Regions from separate parts of the Mus musculus genome. Here region 2 is linked to region 1. The links are chromatin contacts, called in public promoter capture Hi-C maps. All regions are on one chromosome and are shown on one strand. Each heading gives the region's core, a stretch centred on a gene start, on an enhancer-like site or on the middle of the called end of the contact. The rest is flanking DNA. Distances are from core to core; before and after follow the strand shown. Region 1 has its middle 28 kb from the start of Gm51656. Region 2 overlaps Pxylp1 (2-phosphoxylose phosphatase 1).

Evidence for each region. Promoter capture Hi-C pulls out the DNA fragments that hold promoters and counts their contacts.
Region 2: a promoter capture Hi-C map of cranial neural crest shows a contact between it and region 1. The contact joins two enhancer-like sites. A contact is called at or near these places in 2 of 39 promoter capture datasets (cranial neural crest and stem cell-derived epiblast-like cells).

The regions. Positions count from the first base shown.
Region 1 is chr9:96,432,739-96,440,237 of GRCm38.p6, forward strand. No RefSeq gene overlaps it. Among named protein-coding and RNA genes, the nearest start is that of Gm51656, 28 kb to the right of the region's middle. Within about 2 kb of position 4,438, at least 283 of the 459 cell types and tissues checked have an H3K27ac peak or open chromatin away from gene starts, as enhancers often do.
Region 2 is chr9:96,830,924-96,838,422 of GRCm38.p6, forward strand. All of the region lies in intron 4 of Pxylp1 (2-phosphoxylose phosphatase 1), which reads right to left. Among named protein-coding and RNA genes, the nearest start is that of Pxylp1, 55 kb to the right of the region's middle. Within about 2 kb of position 2,673, at least 26 of the 459 cell types and tissues checked have an H3K27ac peak or open chromatin away from gene starts, as enhancers often do.

The DNA.
Region 1 (7,499 bases), core at 3,188-5,687:
CCAAATGTCCAAAATAGACAATTCCACAGATACAGGAAGTAGACTTTTGGTTGCTTAGGAGGGGGAGAGAGTGGGAGGGACTGCTAAAGGTACATGATTTCTTGGCGGTGGGGCAAAGGAATGACCTAACATTGGTTCTGGTAGCATTTGCACATCTTCATGCTTGTTTAAAGAGACTTGGAACTGGACAGATGGCTCAGCAGTTAAGGACACTGGCTGCTCTCCCAGAGAATCCAAGTTCAATTCTCAGCACTCACATGGTGGCTCACAACCCTCTATGATTACAGTCCCAGGGACTGAGGCGCATATTTTACATACTAAAGCAGACCTGGCCTCCAGCTTCTCCCAGCATTCCGAGTCCCTACCTGGCATAACCTACCCCCTATATAATGCAGACATTTTGATCTCTTGCTCTTTTTCTTTCTCCTCTTTCTGCACACATGACCTTTTTCTGTTTCTCTCCCTCCTCTACTCCCCCCATCCTCTTGTCTACTTCCCTGTCCTCTGTCCTTAGAGCGAGTGAACTTCCCAATAAACCTGCCTTTAATATAATATAATCTGGCTTGAACGGGCTCATTTAACCAGCAGTAGAGAAATAACTTTTTTGTTGTTGTTTTATTTTTTTGTTTTTTTTCAAGGCAGGATTTCTCTGTGTAGCCCTGGCTGTCCTGGAACTCACTCTGTAGACCAGGCTGGCCTCAAACTCAGAAATCTGCCTGCCTCTGCCTCCCAAGTGCTGGGATTAAAGGCATGAGCCACCACTGCCCAGCTTGGTTTTTTTTGTTTTTTTGTTTTTTGTGTGTGTGTGTGTGTTTGTTTTTTGTTTTTTTTTAAAGCAAAACAAAAAACCAGACTTACCATAGGCTGATATTTTAAAATTACAGCTCAATAAAGTGACTAAAAGTGTCAATGATAAAACTCTTGAGTGTATATATTTCACAGATCCTGAGTGTGAAAATATGGCAATTTTCATGTGTATTTGAATATATATTCAAATACACAAATTGAATATATATTCAAATACGCAAAGCTGGGCTGGCTGCTGATTCATCAGGCTGGAGAGACTCTTCTAGAGGTGGCACAACAAGGAAACATAGGAGAGATCGGAGGGCGAATTCAGGTCCCTTCCACCTCCTGAACAGTAAACCAAGGGTTTATGCCCCAAGGTAACTTGTCTGTATAATCAGACATAGCATTCAACACAGCGTTTTTCATCCTGTTGGGAAAGTGAAGGCAACTTGACCTAGATGAGCTGTAACAGAGATGGTCCAAGGGAGAGGGCAGCTGGGAGGTGTCTGAGGCAGCCTAGTGCCTCAGGTCATGACATTTCTTGGTCGTGTATTCTAGTGCTGCTCTTTTTTTCTTTTTCCTTTTTGTTTTTGTTTTTTCGAGACAGGGTTTCTCTGTATAGCCCTGGCTGTCCTGGAACTCACTTTGTAGACCAGGCTGGCCTCGAACTCAGAGATCCGCCTGCCTCTGCCTCCCAGGTGCTGGGATTAAAGGCGTGCGCCATCACGCCCGGCCCAGTGCTGTTCCTTACATATCTGGTGCTGGGTTTTGGTGGACTCCTCAAGCCAAAAAACCCAGTTTCTTTACCTGACTTCATTATTTTCTCTCTCCTGTTCTTTTCCTGTTTTCCTTTTAAAACTTTTTATTTTTTAAACTTAGCTGAGTGAATGTTCATTTATTATTTTCAGCTTTTCTGTTTGTTTGGTTGTTTTTTCAAGAGAGGGTTTCTCTGTGTAACCCTGGCTGTCCTGGAGCTTGCTCTGTAGATGGGCTGGTCTCAAACTCACAGACATTGGCTTGATTCTGCCTCCCTAGTGCTGGGTTAAAGTCGTGTACCACCGCCATCCAGCAATTTTCAACTTTTTGGTAATCCCAAACTTAGTGATTAATCCCAGCACTGGGGATGCTGAGGCAGACAGATCTCTCTGAGTCTGGGGCAGCCTGATCTACACAGTCAGATTCTATCTTAAGAAAAAGAAGTCTAGGGCTGCGAGATGGCTCAGTGGTTAAGAGACGACTGCTCTTCCAAAGGTCCCGAGTTCAAATCCCAGCAACCACATGGTGGCTCACAACCATCCGTAATGATACTCTTCTGGAGTATCTGAGGACAGCTACAGTGTCCTTACATATAATATATAAATAAATCTTTAAAAAAAAAAAAGAAGTCTAAACCTCATCTCTATGTTTGCTTTTACTCCTATCTTCGACTTTTGGTCCTTTTACCCTTTAAGGTGGAAGAGAACTTCTACTTTTTATATACTTCTTCTACCTAAAAAAAACAAACATTTTATTATGGGAAATTTTAAACATTCTGAAAATAGCCTGTCTAGAATAGACTGTTAGGATAAAGGCAGAGAAACAGGTGTAGTGCTGCAACAGATCTAATGAAAGAGGGTCAGTGGGGGAGGGGAGAGAGGGAAAAGCTGTCTGGGACTGGAGAGGAGAGGAGAGAGAGAGAGAGAGAGAGAGAAAGAGAGAGAATGGGAGACAGAATGAAAGAGAACAAGGAAAGGTGGACCTTTTACAGGGTGCAACCTGCATAGGAAAGCGCAGAACTCTACAGACGCTGCTTCTGGCAGTGGTGGGTCATGACCTCTGCTGCAGGGCCCGAGTTGCTGAAGGGAGGGCTGGTGGAGCACCTGATTTACAGACTGCACCCTTCACCTGGCTTCAACGATTATCAAGCATGGACAGTCCTGTTCCTTCTATGGCCTCACTCTTCCCGACCCTGAAACTAGTCATCATGTCGTCGGCGCCTCACTGTAAATCTCCAAAAGATAACGGGACTTGCCTAGATATAGCTCAGTGGCAGGGCACTGGCCTACCATGTGCAAATAATTGTGAGCTACGAGGAAAAACTGAACACAATACTGGATACAATTAGGTGCTTATTACATGCTAAATAGTTTAAATGCTTGTATGAGTCTTGTTTTTATTTATTCTTCGTAATGACCCTACAAGACAGTTGCCCTCCCCACCTCTGCCGCTCCATCTTGCAGCTTAGAAAACAGAATCAAAAGACATTAAAGATTGCCTGAGGTCACCCTCCTAAGTTTCCAACAGAAGAATGCATTTTATTTGTTTTCTTTTTAAGGGTCTCATGTAGCCCAGGCTTGTTTTAAAATTTTGATCCTCTGGCTCCTGCTTTCCAAATGCCGAAATGCGCCACCATGCCTGTCTGCCTTGTTAATACGCTTCTGGGAATCAAAGGCAAGCCTTAACACATGCTTTAACACACAGCTACAGCCCATCCCAACAGACCTACATCATCTTCCTCTTCCTTCTTCCTCCTCCTCCTCCTCCTCCTCTTCTTCAACAGCAACAGCTGCCTCGGCCTCCGCCACAGCAGCTGCAGCAGCTCTGGGCCTTAAACCCGTGTTGCTAGATATGTGTTTTACTATTGAGTTTTATCCCTGCTCAGCCTGAGCCTGTATGTTTACCTCTGACATCTTCATACCTCTATCAACATGGATGCAGTAGTTTTTCTCCAGTTCCAGGTCCTGTTGGCTGTTATGTTAATACACTTCCCTGCATGGTTCCCCCCTTCCTCAGCCACCCCCCCCCCTTTAAGACAGGGTTTCTCTGTGTGGCCCTAGCTGTTCTAGAACTCACTCTATCAACCAGAGTAGGCCTAGAACTCAGACATCAACCAGCCCCAGCCTCCGGAGTGCTAGGATTAAAGGTGTGCACCCCGTCCCCAGGGCTTCTCTGCATCCTATCCAGTAAATTCTTTATGCTCTGCTTGCCTTTGTTCACCAGGTTGGCTGGCCTGGTCCAACCCAACAGAGGTTCTGGGGACTTGGAATCTAGACCCTGAGGTATATTCTAAGACGACCTTTCTCTCTCTCCAAGGAAAGTCATGACGAACTGTCCCCTCAGTTACACACACCTGTAACCCCAACAAGAAGGAGGATCAGAAGTCCAAGGCCAGCCTTGTCCACATAGTGAGTTTGAGGCCAGCCTAAACTACATGAAACCTTGGGTTAGAAAACAAAAACAAACAAACCAAAACCACAAATAAACGAATGGGCCTGTCGTCTGTGCAGTCCTTGGGCTCTTGGTATAGTGGACACAAGACCCATTCCGACTGATTTTTCAGGACTGAATTACATATTGGTCCTAAAGGGCAGATGAGGAATTTGAAGGGCCCTCCGGGAGGTATTTCCCTGAGGAGACTGGAGACAGAGGTGCATGCCAAACACCCACATTCCATCAGTCTCCAGCTGAAAAAATTAATTGCCTGCCCTTTATGCCATTTGTCTTCGGCATGTGAACTGCAGTCTCAGAGTGGGAGGGGAGGAGAGAACGGCAGGCAGCTTAGAGCGGGGGTTCAACCACGCTGATCTCTTGGCTGCTCCTTTAACTCCTGTGGTGACGGATCGGATCGGAGCATTAGTCTCTGGCATCAAAACAGTCTCTCGGTCCATGTGACCAGCACTGCCGTTGCCGCACTGTAAAGCCCACAAGAATCGGCAGCCCACAGACCCATCAGTGGAAGCTTTGTGTTTGCTTCGTGTGGGTTTGCTGGTGGCCTTTGGCATAGCCACACGTTCAACACCTGCTGGAGCAAAACAAACCATGCCCAGCATTGCTGTCGCATCTTGGCCTGTCCCTGTCCTGAGACTATGGATTAGGACACTGACAAGGTCTGCCCACTCCCTCACCGCTCACACCCGGGAGTACAAAGTCTCTGCGTTCATCATGCTCAGGGGATTGCTTAGACCCACCTGTCACTTACTGGTGACCTTGAAGGCGGACAGACCGGGATTCGGACCCCGATCCTCCAGGAACCTGACATCTATTGCCATTGCCTTGACCCATGGGATAAAGGTGGCACCAGTCCCAGTGTGGCCCTGCACAGCAGCGGGCTGTGACCTTGGCTGAGATAATAGCGGGGACAGGGCATCTCCATGGAACAAGGGTTCCTATCTTAACAGTTTTTAAGGCCTACGCTGCAGGTCCTTCAATGCCAAGGTCACGAGTCAACGGGTAGAAATCTCGACATCTCATCCCTTGATCTAGAGCAATGCCCTCGTGGGGCTCCTGGCTGGGGACAGGCAAGGCGGACAGCGTTGCCATCAAGCGGCAGGTCGAGCCAGAAGCTACCCTCAGCTCTTCACAAAGCAGATCCAGTCTGCGGCCGCAATCCAAACACCGAAGGGAATCAGAACGTACGTCTTTTGTTTGCCGTGGCAGGAGAACTGTTGAGCAGAGGAAAAAACAAGCTGAGCTTAGCGCTATCAGCTGCTTCCTGGGGCTCGCTCCTTCCTTCCTCCGAGGGGGGTCTGGCCGCTTTGTTCTCGTTCCCAGCTGCACTTCTGCGCCTTTAAGCAGTGGCCTCCGCAGACCTCAGAGGAATGTAGCCCTGGGACCCCAGGGGACTTGGCTCAGGGCTCCGCCCGATACGGCCCCAAGCTCTCAACCCGGGTGCTCCTGCCCTTGCTACGTATCGCTCTTTCTGCCAGCCACTTCCTGGCTTGGGGAACAGGGGGGTGAGCCTCCCCAGAGGGGCTTCCTGTTTTCTTTGACAATCCTGAGAGGACGTGGTTTCATAGAATCCCACGAAGAGTCCACAAAAGGGTGTCCGTAATACTACTTCGATTGTCTGGGGGGAGAATGTGTCTCTCCTGGCATCCGTTTGTCCTGGTTCAGTTCCTAGCTCTAGAGGTTTCTAGCCAGTCACACCCCCAGCCAGCTGCTCAACCCCTCTGAGGCTGAAGCTACCTAGGGAAGATTAAAGCGCCAACAGTGTCTTGGATGCCTTCCCAAATCTTGGCCCACGGGGGGCCCTCAACAGGTGTTAGCCAATTGTCACTATGCCTGGGTTTTGATTACTTCAGTGACACAAGAAAACCAAACAGAACCCTTTAAGACTGATTATGTTGAAGAAGAGGGTGTGGCATAGCCTAGCTAGGCAGCTGGGCTTTCACTCGAGAGCGTTCCTCAGTGTTTTCATGATCTGTGGATCAACACTGCCCCTCCCCTCTCTCCCTCCCTCCTCTCTAGTCCTCCACCCCACCCCCATCCCACGAGGATGTTACAGATTTCTGACTGTGCCTCTAATTCAGCTGAATAAAACTGAAGTGGGACCCCACGTGCTTGCATTTCCTGGCTGAGAGGAGGTAAGACAACTGTAGGTGCCCAGATTCAGCCCGAACATTAGGCAAACTGCATTCACTTAGCTCAGACCTGGAGGCTCACGGTCTCAGAGATGCAACTGCAGGGACCACTGGCCAAAAGAGCAGTGGGAACTGTGGCCATGGGGCTGTCATTGACTGCTTTTTCTTTTTGTTTGTCTTGAGACCTTGTTTCCGGTAGTCCAGACTTGCTTCAAATCTAAAAATGTAGCCAAGAATGAACTTGAACTTTGGTATTCCCGTCTTATTCCCTAAGAGCTGGGATCACAGGTGTGCCCACCATACCCAGTCTGGGAATAGAACCCAAGGCTTTGTGCATCCTAGACATCCACTCTTCCAATGACTCCTGCTTCCCTCTCTTTCTTTTTGAAACAGGAGCTCACTAAGTAGCCCAGGCTGGCCTGGAACTTGTAATTCTCCGGTCTCAGACTCCCAAATTGGGAGGGGGCTATACACTTATCACTTGAGCCCCCTCCCCTTTTCCTTCTTTCCTTTTTATGATTTTTTTTTGTTTTTGTTTTTGCTTTTGTTTTGTTTTGACAGGGTTTCTCTGTGTAGTCCTGGCTGTCTTGGAACATGCTCTGTAGACTAGCAGGCTGGCTTTGAACTCTAGAGATCCACCTGACTCTGCCTCCTGAGTGCTGGGATTAAAGGTGTGTGCCACCATATCCGGCTGCCCTGTTTCTTAATCATCTCATCAGCCTGACTAGACAGATAGGCATTATTGACCAGGCTTAGAGAAGGTGTTTAAACTACCGGTGCCACTGCAGGACTGTGATCATCAGGAAGACACTCTGATGGGTTCTGAGTGGGGAGACTGGCTGGATGTCAGCCCAGTCCCTGTCCCATAGCCTGGCATCCCTCATGAGGAGTCAGCTTGCCTACCATCCGGCATGCAGCAGCCAGGGGACAGGACCAGGATTCTGCCACTCAAGGACTCTACTCCTCCATCCAGGACCACGCTTCACTTACCGGATGTGATCAAAAGGATGCTCTAGGCTTCCTACCTGTGTCTTTATGAAATTAAATGCCAGCACCTAGACTGTATGTCCCATGCCAGCCCTCTCCCATCATTCCCTGCAAGCCTCTCCACGCAGTCTCCCACAGCTTCCTGGGATCTGTCGCTGTCTGTCCCCGTTCTCCAGACCTCAGCTTCACTCCCTCCTTAGTCCCATCCCAAGCCCCTCTCACTGATTCTCCCTTGAGGATGATTTTGTTACCTCTCCTTTTTCTCCTCACTCCCTGGTTCAAAACTTTCCTGCAAAGATAGATGGAGGACAGGGGCTCCTCTCATCCTCACACACACACACACACACACACACACACACACACACACACACATCCCTCTCTCTC
Region 2 (7,499 bases), core at 1,423-3,922, 400 kb after region 1:
GAATCTTGTCGGTCGAGGACAAAAAAACAAAACAAAACAGAGCACTTTGTATTCTGCCTGAGGCTGAGCACATAAATGTTTATAAACCAGGAAATAAAATGTCCAGACCCACAACACGGCTGTCAACGTGAATTCACATCAACACCGGCTATCCATCACACAACTCACGTCTTCTGTTCTGGGGCATTATTTCGGTTGGCGACTTGTGAGGCTCTGAAAACGCTCAGCTGCCAATTTTAGAAATGGAAATTCACTACTGAATGTGTTTTGCCGAGATGTTCCAGGTTCTCGGGGCATCGGACTGTTTAACGATGCTGCGCTATCTAATGATATTCATTACAACTCTCTTCCCTTCTTATGTTTTGCAGCTCTAAGATGGAAACCGAGCCCTGGATATGCTGAGCCTGTCTCGCATGCTCTTCCACCAAATCACATCCCAGTCCTCTCATTACAACCTTTTTCAAGGGACACAAATATGAAGGTTCACGGAAGAAAAACATTTACAGGACAGATAACTAGTGGCTGTATCTTTTCCATAGCAGGAGGACTAGGTAGCTGAGTCCTTGGAGTCTAACCTGGATCCCACCACCCAGGTCTCATCCCTCCCTCCATCCCTGGACTCCAGAGCATATCTGGTAGATGCACCAAAAACATGTGGGGATAAAGTCAACTGTGACATATCCTGTTCTTAGATGTACAGTGAAAACATCATGTCCATATCTTCCTTAACCCAGAATAATGAATATTGTAAATATCGTGTCACCACAGTGGTTATCATAATACTTTGATTTCGATGGAAACATTAAAAACAAAGGCTGTGGTAGGTGAGGGTACCATTGTATGCCAAACTCTGTTATTTCTACTTGGCAACATGATTAGCACCCACTGCTGAAATATGCTGAAGTTTGGCATCTTCCTGCTCTGTTCTTTTCTGTGGCAGCTGTGTAGGCAAAGCAGCGCCCCAGGCCAGCTGTGGAGACATTGCTGAAGAGTGGTGAAGGCCAACAACCTGGAAGGACCTTCCCCCTGAATAGCTAGATGGGGCTGAGTGGCGTGAATCTACCCTTACACAGGAAGAGGTAAACTTCCTTGTTTAGGGCAAGGTACGTTTGACTCTCTGTTACAAAGCCTGAACTCGCCCTGACTAGCTGAGGGTGTATTTCTCCTCAGCATAACTCATATGACTGTGGCCTCCTTGGGAATCTGCTGTCGCACTGACAACTGAGACAATAAAAAACATTACCTCAAATTGTTCACTCGGGAGTTCTTATACACATTTTTATATGTTCTGTTTCAGTGTGCTTATCGTACAATGCCCAAGGCAGAATCCCACGGCCAATCACATTCAAGAGAAAACTGACCGTTCAGCTGTGATCCGGGTTCTGCAGAGCTGGCTACCTGGAGCTGGGACAGCAGAGCTATTACCAGAAAGTGTAATCTTAAAAGCTCACCTGGCTGAAAACCAGAAGGAACTTATACCACATCTAAAAATCTTAAACCAAGTAAAGAATAGATTGTTTCCAATTTCAACAAAACAAGCTTATAAAAAGACAATCCCAGGGTACTTTTCTGGGCCTTTTTTGTGCAACTTGATATGGCCAACTGTCTGCTTTCTTCAGTCTGCCTGAGACCATTTTAGCGTTATCTGCTGTCCACATGCTAAAGATGCTCAAATAAACCAGCATGCTAATGCTAAGCCCTAACTGCACAGCCCTCTGCCTGGCAGACACTCTTCCTAGAGTGTCTGGAGACAGCTCACAGGCCATGCTGGAGCTGACATCAGAGCAGTGTCCTTGGTTCCTGGAGGGACAGCGCCATCAGTAATGTGGCCCTGCCTCTGCTTTTTCACCGCACCCAGCCGGTCATGTAGCCCACCCATCCCACCTGACCTTCTCCAAGGTCACCCCTCCATCTCTGAGGCCATTCTCAAGGTTCAGCCTCTGCCAGTTTCTCATTTAATAACAAACCTGTGTCCTGGGTACCTGGGTGGTAACAGGAATGGACACAAGTAAGAGAAATCTCTGACTCAAAGAGGGAGGTACCTTCCAGTCTGGGGAAACACACTGCACAAGAAACACTGTAGCCCTGCTTGTATATGGGGGGTGGAGTGGGGGAGGGAGGGAGAGACAGAGGGAAAGAGGGAGCGACAGAGAAAGACAGAGAAACAGAGAGAAGCAGACAGAAAGACAGACATACAGAGAGAGAGAGAGACAGAGGAAGACAGAGATGGAGAAACAAAGAGAAACAGACAGAAAGACATACAGAGAGAGAGACAGAGGAAGACAGAGAGACAGACACAGAGTCAGACACAGAGAATGAATAACAGATGCTATGACAAGAGAAGGCAGGAGGGGAGAGTGGAGTCGGGGAGGAGCACTCTGTCATTTTAAGTGAAGAGTTCTAGCAGATCTTTCAGAGGTGATGCTTGAGCCAGGAGACAGGAAGAAGCCATGCTCAAGTGTGGAAAGTAAGCTGGAAGTAGTCTGCCCAAGGGCAAGGAGGGCGGCTGATGAAGCTGGAATTAAAGGGCCAAGGGAGGTAGCTTTCAGGGTGTGGGCTCTGCCTCTGAATGAGGCCTTGTTTGAGATCACTTCCACAACAGCATGGCTATCACACCAGCTTGTTCTCATACACTCTGGCTGCCAGAAATCTCTACCGCCTCACCCCTCCTCCACTATGCTGGAAACCAGGAAACCAGGTTCCCCAGAACGGTGCAGTCTGAAGGACCCATTTTAGTGCTACACTCACTCCACTGAGCTAAGATTGAAAACCCCCAAATTGCCAAGTTGCTGAGCACCCCAGGCGACCTGGGCGGGTCTAACTGCTAATGAGCAGTTTCTCATTGGCTGCCAACTGACTCCCGCACAACCTTTGGTCTCTCAGAGTGGCTTCCCTTCTTATTCCCTCCCTACCTGTGATGGTTTGAATGAAAATGGCCCCCACAGCCCATAGGGAGTGGCACAATTGGGAGGTGTGGCCTTGTTGGAGTAGGTGTGGCTTGCTGGAGGAAACCGGTCAGGAGGAGTGGGCTTTAAGATTTCAGAAGTTCCTGAGTTCAAATCCCAGCAACCACATGGTGTCTCACAACCATCTGTAATGAGATCTGATGCCCTCTACTGGTGTGTCTGAAAGACAGCGACAGTGTACTCTTACTTATGGTATCTTAGATTCCAGTACCCTCTACTGGTATGTCTGAAGACAGCTACAGTGTACTTAGATATAATAATAAATAAATCTTAAAAATAAAAAAAGAAGAAGACCTTGATGTTCAAGCCAGGCCTAGTGACTTGTTCTCTCCTCCGGTTGCCTGGGGATACCAGATGTAGACCTCTTGGCTCCTTCTCTAGCACCATGTCTGCCTGCACCCTGCCATGCTTCCTGCCAAGATGACAATGAACTGAACCTCTGAACAGTAAGCCAGGCCTAATTAAATGTTTTCCTTATTTAGAGTTGTTGTGGGTCACGGTGTCTCTTCACAGCAATAAAACTAAGACAGTCTCATAAGCTGAGTTGTGGGTTGCTGGCTTAGGCCTCAATGCACTACCAAAGCCTCTTCCACTCCAGGTTTCCTTCTCTTCTTTCTGGGCTAAAGCAGTCACCTGTGCTGGCTTCCACTTGTGTGACTGACCCACCACCAGCACCTGGATTTCCAGACAGAAGTGGTTCCCTGAGAGCAGGATAGCCCATCTGCTGTGAAGTGGTTCCCAGAGAGCAGGATAGCCCACCTGCTGTGAAGTGGTTCCCTGAGAGCAGGATAGCCCACCTGCTGCGATGCCTGAGGTACCCACTTCCTGTTACCTTTCCAGTCAGACTGGTCCTAGTGTTACTCATGCATGCCCAGCTCTGTAAGCTGCAGGCCCACTGCTCTTTCTGGTCCTTCTATCTAGAATGTTCTCTCCCTAGGACTCTTCACAGGACTTCTCCACTGCACTTAAGTGACGGCTGGCGTGCTACCATGCAACCTGGCCCAGGAAAGGGGTATAACTCTAAAATTTGTTATGTAAGTGTTTGAAAGGACTGTTTTTCTTCTTGGGTGTAGAAAAGCATGCTCATCTTTATGAATGTAAATAGGGCATTTAAAAACACAGCATTCTCTCCCTCGGGGAGATGGCTCAATGGTTTAAGAGCACTGACTGCTCTTCCAGAGATCCTGAGTTCAATTCCCAGCATCCATCTGTAATGGGATCCAATGCCTTCTTCTGGTGTGTCTGAACTGAGCAACAGTTCATACATACATACATACATACATACATACATACATACATTTTAAAAACCATGGCACTCATGTGGTCAATACCTTCAATACTGACTAACTGTAATAGTACGAGGGTGAGATAGAACCTTTCTTAACACAGCGCATAGCAGTCAGGGAGCACCATCTTCCACTACACAGACAACGGGCCCAGCACTGTGCACAGGCACTCTAAGGAAGAGACATATATGGACACACCTAGCTCCCCACCCTCGAATCAGACATTCCCAACGACAGACCAAAGTAATGGGTACCTTCCAGGCCTTACTGCCTAGCAGGAAACCACAAAATTACTAATTTACGAGCCAAAAACAGCATCTGGGAAGGCAGCAGGCACTGCCAGGGTGGGGGCCCAGAGCAGGTCTACACACTGCATGCCTGCTCACTCCATCCCTAAGTACATGTTTGCAGTGATAAGACAAGCCTTACTGTGTTTAAGAATGGACTTAATTAAACAATGTTGAGTAGTGACTCCTTTCATCTGGTGTGTGTGTGTGTGTGTGTGTGTGTGTGTGTGTGTGTGCTGGAGCCAGAGATAGCCTGAGCCCCTGCGTCTGCCCTGTTCTTTCCTGTGCAAACAATACCCACAATAAGGTTTAATTTCTAAGGCATGAGGAGAGATTATAATGACTGATGATAACATACAGCAGGTTCCACAACACACTGCAACCATGTGAATGGAGTTTTCCATTCGATGTGGCTAGACCGTTGTACTAGGCTGTGCCAGAGGCAACTGAAATGGAGGAAAGAAAACTCAGTCGGAAGAAGAGGGCTGTTGCAGTTAAACATGTGCACTGTGTCTTTTCCACAGAGGACTCAGGGCAGCTCCTGTGAATGCAAAATGCACAGGAAGAGGAGCTCCCAAGGATGGAACTGGCTCCAGAGATGACCCACCTCAGGGAAAGCCTAGGGCAGTGTCTTTGTTAGGGTTTCCATTGCTGTGAGGAGTCGCCATGACCGAGGCAACTCTTATAAATGACAACATTTAACTGGGGCTGGCTTACAGGGTCTAAGGTTCAGTAGATTATCATATGAGAAACATGGCAACCTCCAGGCGGGCATGGGGCTGCAGGAGCTGAGAGTTCTACATCTTGTTCTGAAGGCAAACAAGAGGAGATTGGCTTCCAGGCAGCTAGGAGGGTTTCAAAGCTCACCTTCTCAGTGACACACTTCCTCCAACAAGGCCACACCTACTCCAACATGGCCCTACCTCCTAATAGTGCCACTCCCTGGGCCAAGCATATTCAAACCACCACAGGCATGGTGATCTCTAGGCTGCTGTGGGCGATGCCACATCACTGTGGATGAAGCTTCTGTGTGAACGAAGCCACATACTTACTTGTTCACGTCTTTATTTAAACACATAAGGTTGATTGACATAAGGAAGGCAGGACACCCCTTGTTCCAGGATGGAGTATGGTGCCTTGGAGAGGGGAAGGGATCCACCCAGCATCACAGGTTGGAAAGGCTTCAGGGATACAAAAGGCTCAACTCTATCGGCAGGGACATGGTGACAGGAACATACAACAGGCAATGTATCCTGTGGTCCCCACAGAGGTTACAAATTCATTCTGCAGCTATCAAGACCAAAAGCTGTCAGTCACTGGATCAGCTCTGGGTTGGCTCCGTGATTTGGGAGCAGTCAGGCCTGGGGATGGCAGAGCCGAGTCCCCTTGGCAAGATAAGCTGGAGGGTGCTCAGGTGACCCAGGCAAATAGGCCCCTTCTCTGGGAACAGCCATAGTGACCCCATAGTGGCTGCATGGGGGTCTGAGCTGCACCAGTTGGATTCCCCTGGTGGAAATGCAACTCCATGCAAGAGGAAGGAGACTAGAGCTAAGAAAATGAAGCATGTGACAGTCCACAAAGCCCCACAGCCACGCTGGCCCCATGTAGCACAGAAGCCCAGTGGCCCACGTTTCCTCAGGCTGTTCAAAGGACAACTAGCAGACAAGGGCAGAGCAGTACCAGCTGTAAACACAACACCCGGCTGTCCCCGGTGGAGGACAATGGCTCCTCTGAGCTGCCTTTCTCTGCTCTCCATCCACCATCCACGGGGTTAAAGTGCAGTATAACGAGCTGCCTCCATCCTTGCCCTGGCTCTACGCCAGCTGGGATGGCTTTTATACTAGACTTCCCTCACCTGTTCTGACATCCTTCCTATATGTTGTCCCCGTACCTCTACAGTGAGAGGTGGGTATTGTCAGTTCCCTAGACAGCCACAGAGTCACCTCAGTGTTTCGTATATGGGACGGATCGGGGTGGGGGGTGGGGCTGCTGTGCAGAAGAGGGAACTTCTAAAGAGGTCTTGAAGATACTGTGGAAGTGGGGTGGGCAGTAGCGGAGACACAGCTAACACAAAGCCATGAAGGAGGGGGTGCTGCGAGAAGTGGGGTGCTGGAGAGCAGAGACTCGCAGGGGAAAGTTTGAATGCCAGACTGGAGAGTGAGGGTTCCAGGGTGCTCATGGTCCCCTAACAGGAGACACTAGGGTACACATCTTGTTTACTCAATGCAGCAAGGAAAACATGGCCCCCCAGGCTGGCAGCAAAGTAGTGTCCAGCATAACAGAGAACACGCAAAACCTCACAGTCTTTCTACCTAAAATGCTTCGCTGACTACTCCCCAAACCCCAGGGGGTCTGGGACATCAAGAGTTATCTGAGACCCCACCCCACCCCCAGCTTCACATCCTCTGAGAGCAGCCCTGGCTGCGGGCAGGCAATCCACGTTGTCTCTATGGGGCTGGTCCTGCTTCTGCGTAGGCAGGCTGGCACCCCAGGAGCACTCCATCAAAACAACGTCTCCCCTGTTGGGCACTTCCCTACGCCTCACAGTCTCATTCAGTAAACGCTGCACTGGATGGATGCTACGCGCCCCCAGACACGCTGGCTACGGCCAAGGCATCATTTATTGCTAACTGCTTCTAATTTCCATGCACGCAATTTCCATCCTCCGTTCAATTATTTTTCATCCTAAGGGCTTTCAACTAAGACAGTGCTGCCTGTAATGTGTGAAAAATTAAATGGCTGAACATTATCTTACGCTCACAGGCCTCGGCAGCTGCGAGCATGCCCTCTCGGGCATCATCCGCGCCCCCCCACCCCCAGCTTTCATTTCCATTTTAGAGGTGGGGGGGGTGGGCTGAGCTCAGCTAGACCAAGGGATGGATTGGTGTGCCTGGTGCCTCCATGGAACCTCTCCGAGGGTGGAGGTGGGGTGGGGTGGGGGGTAACCCAGTGCTCACTCT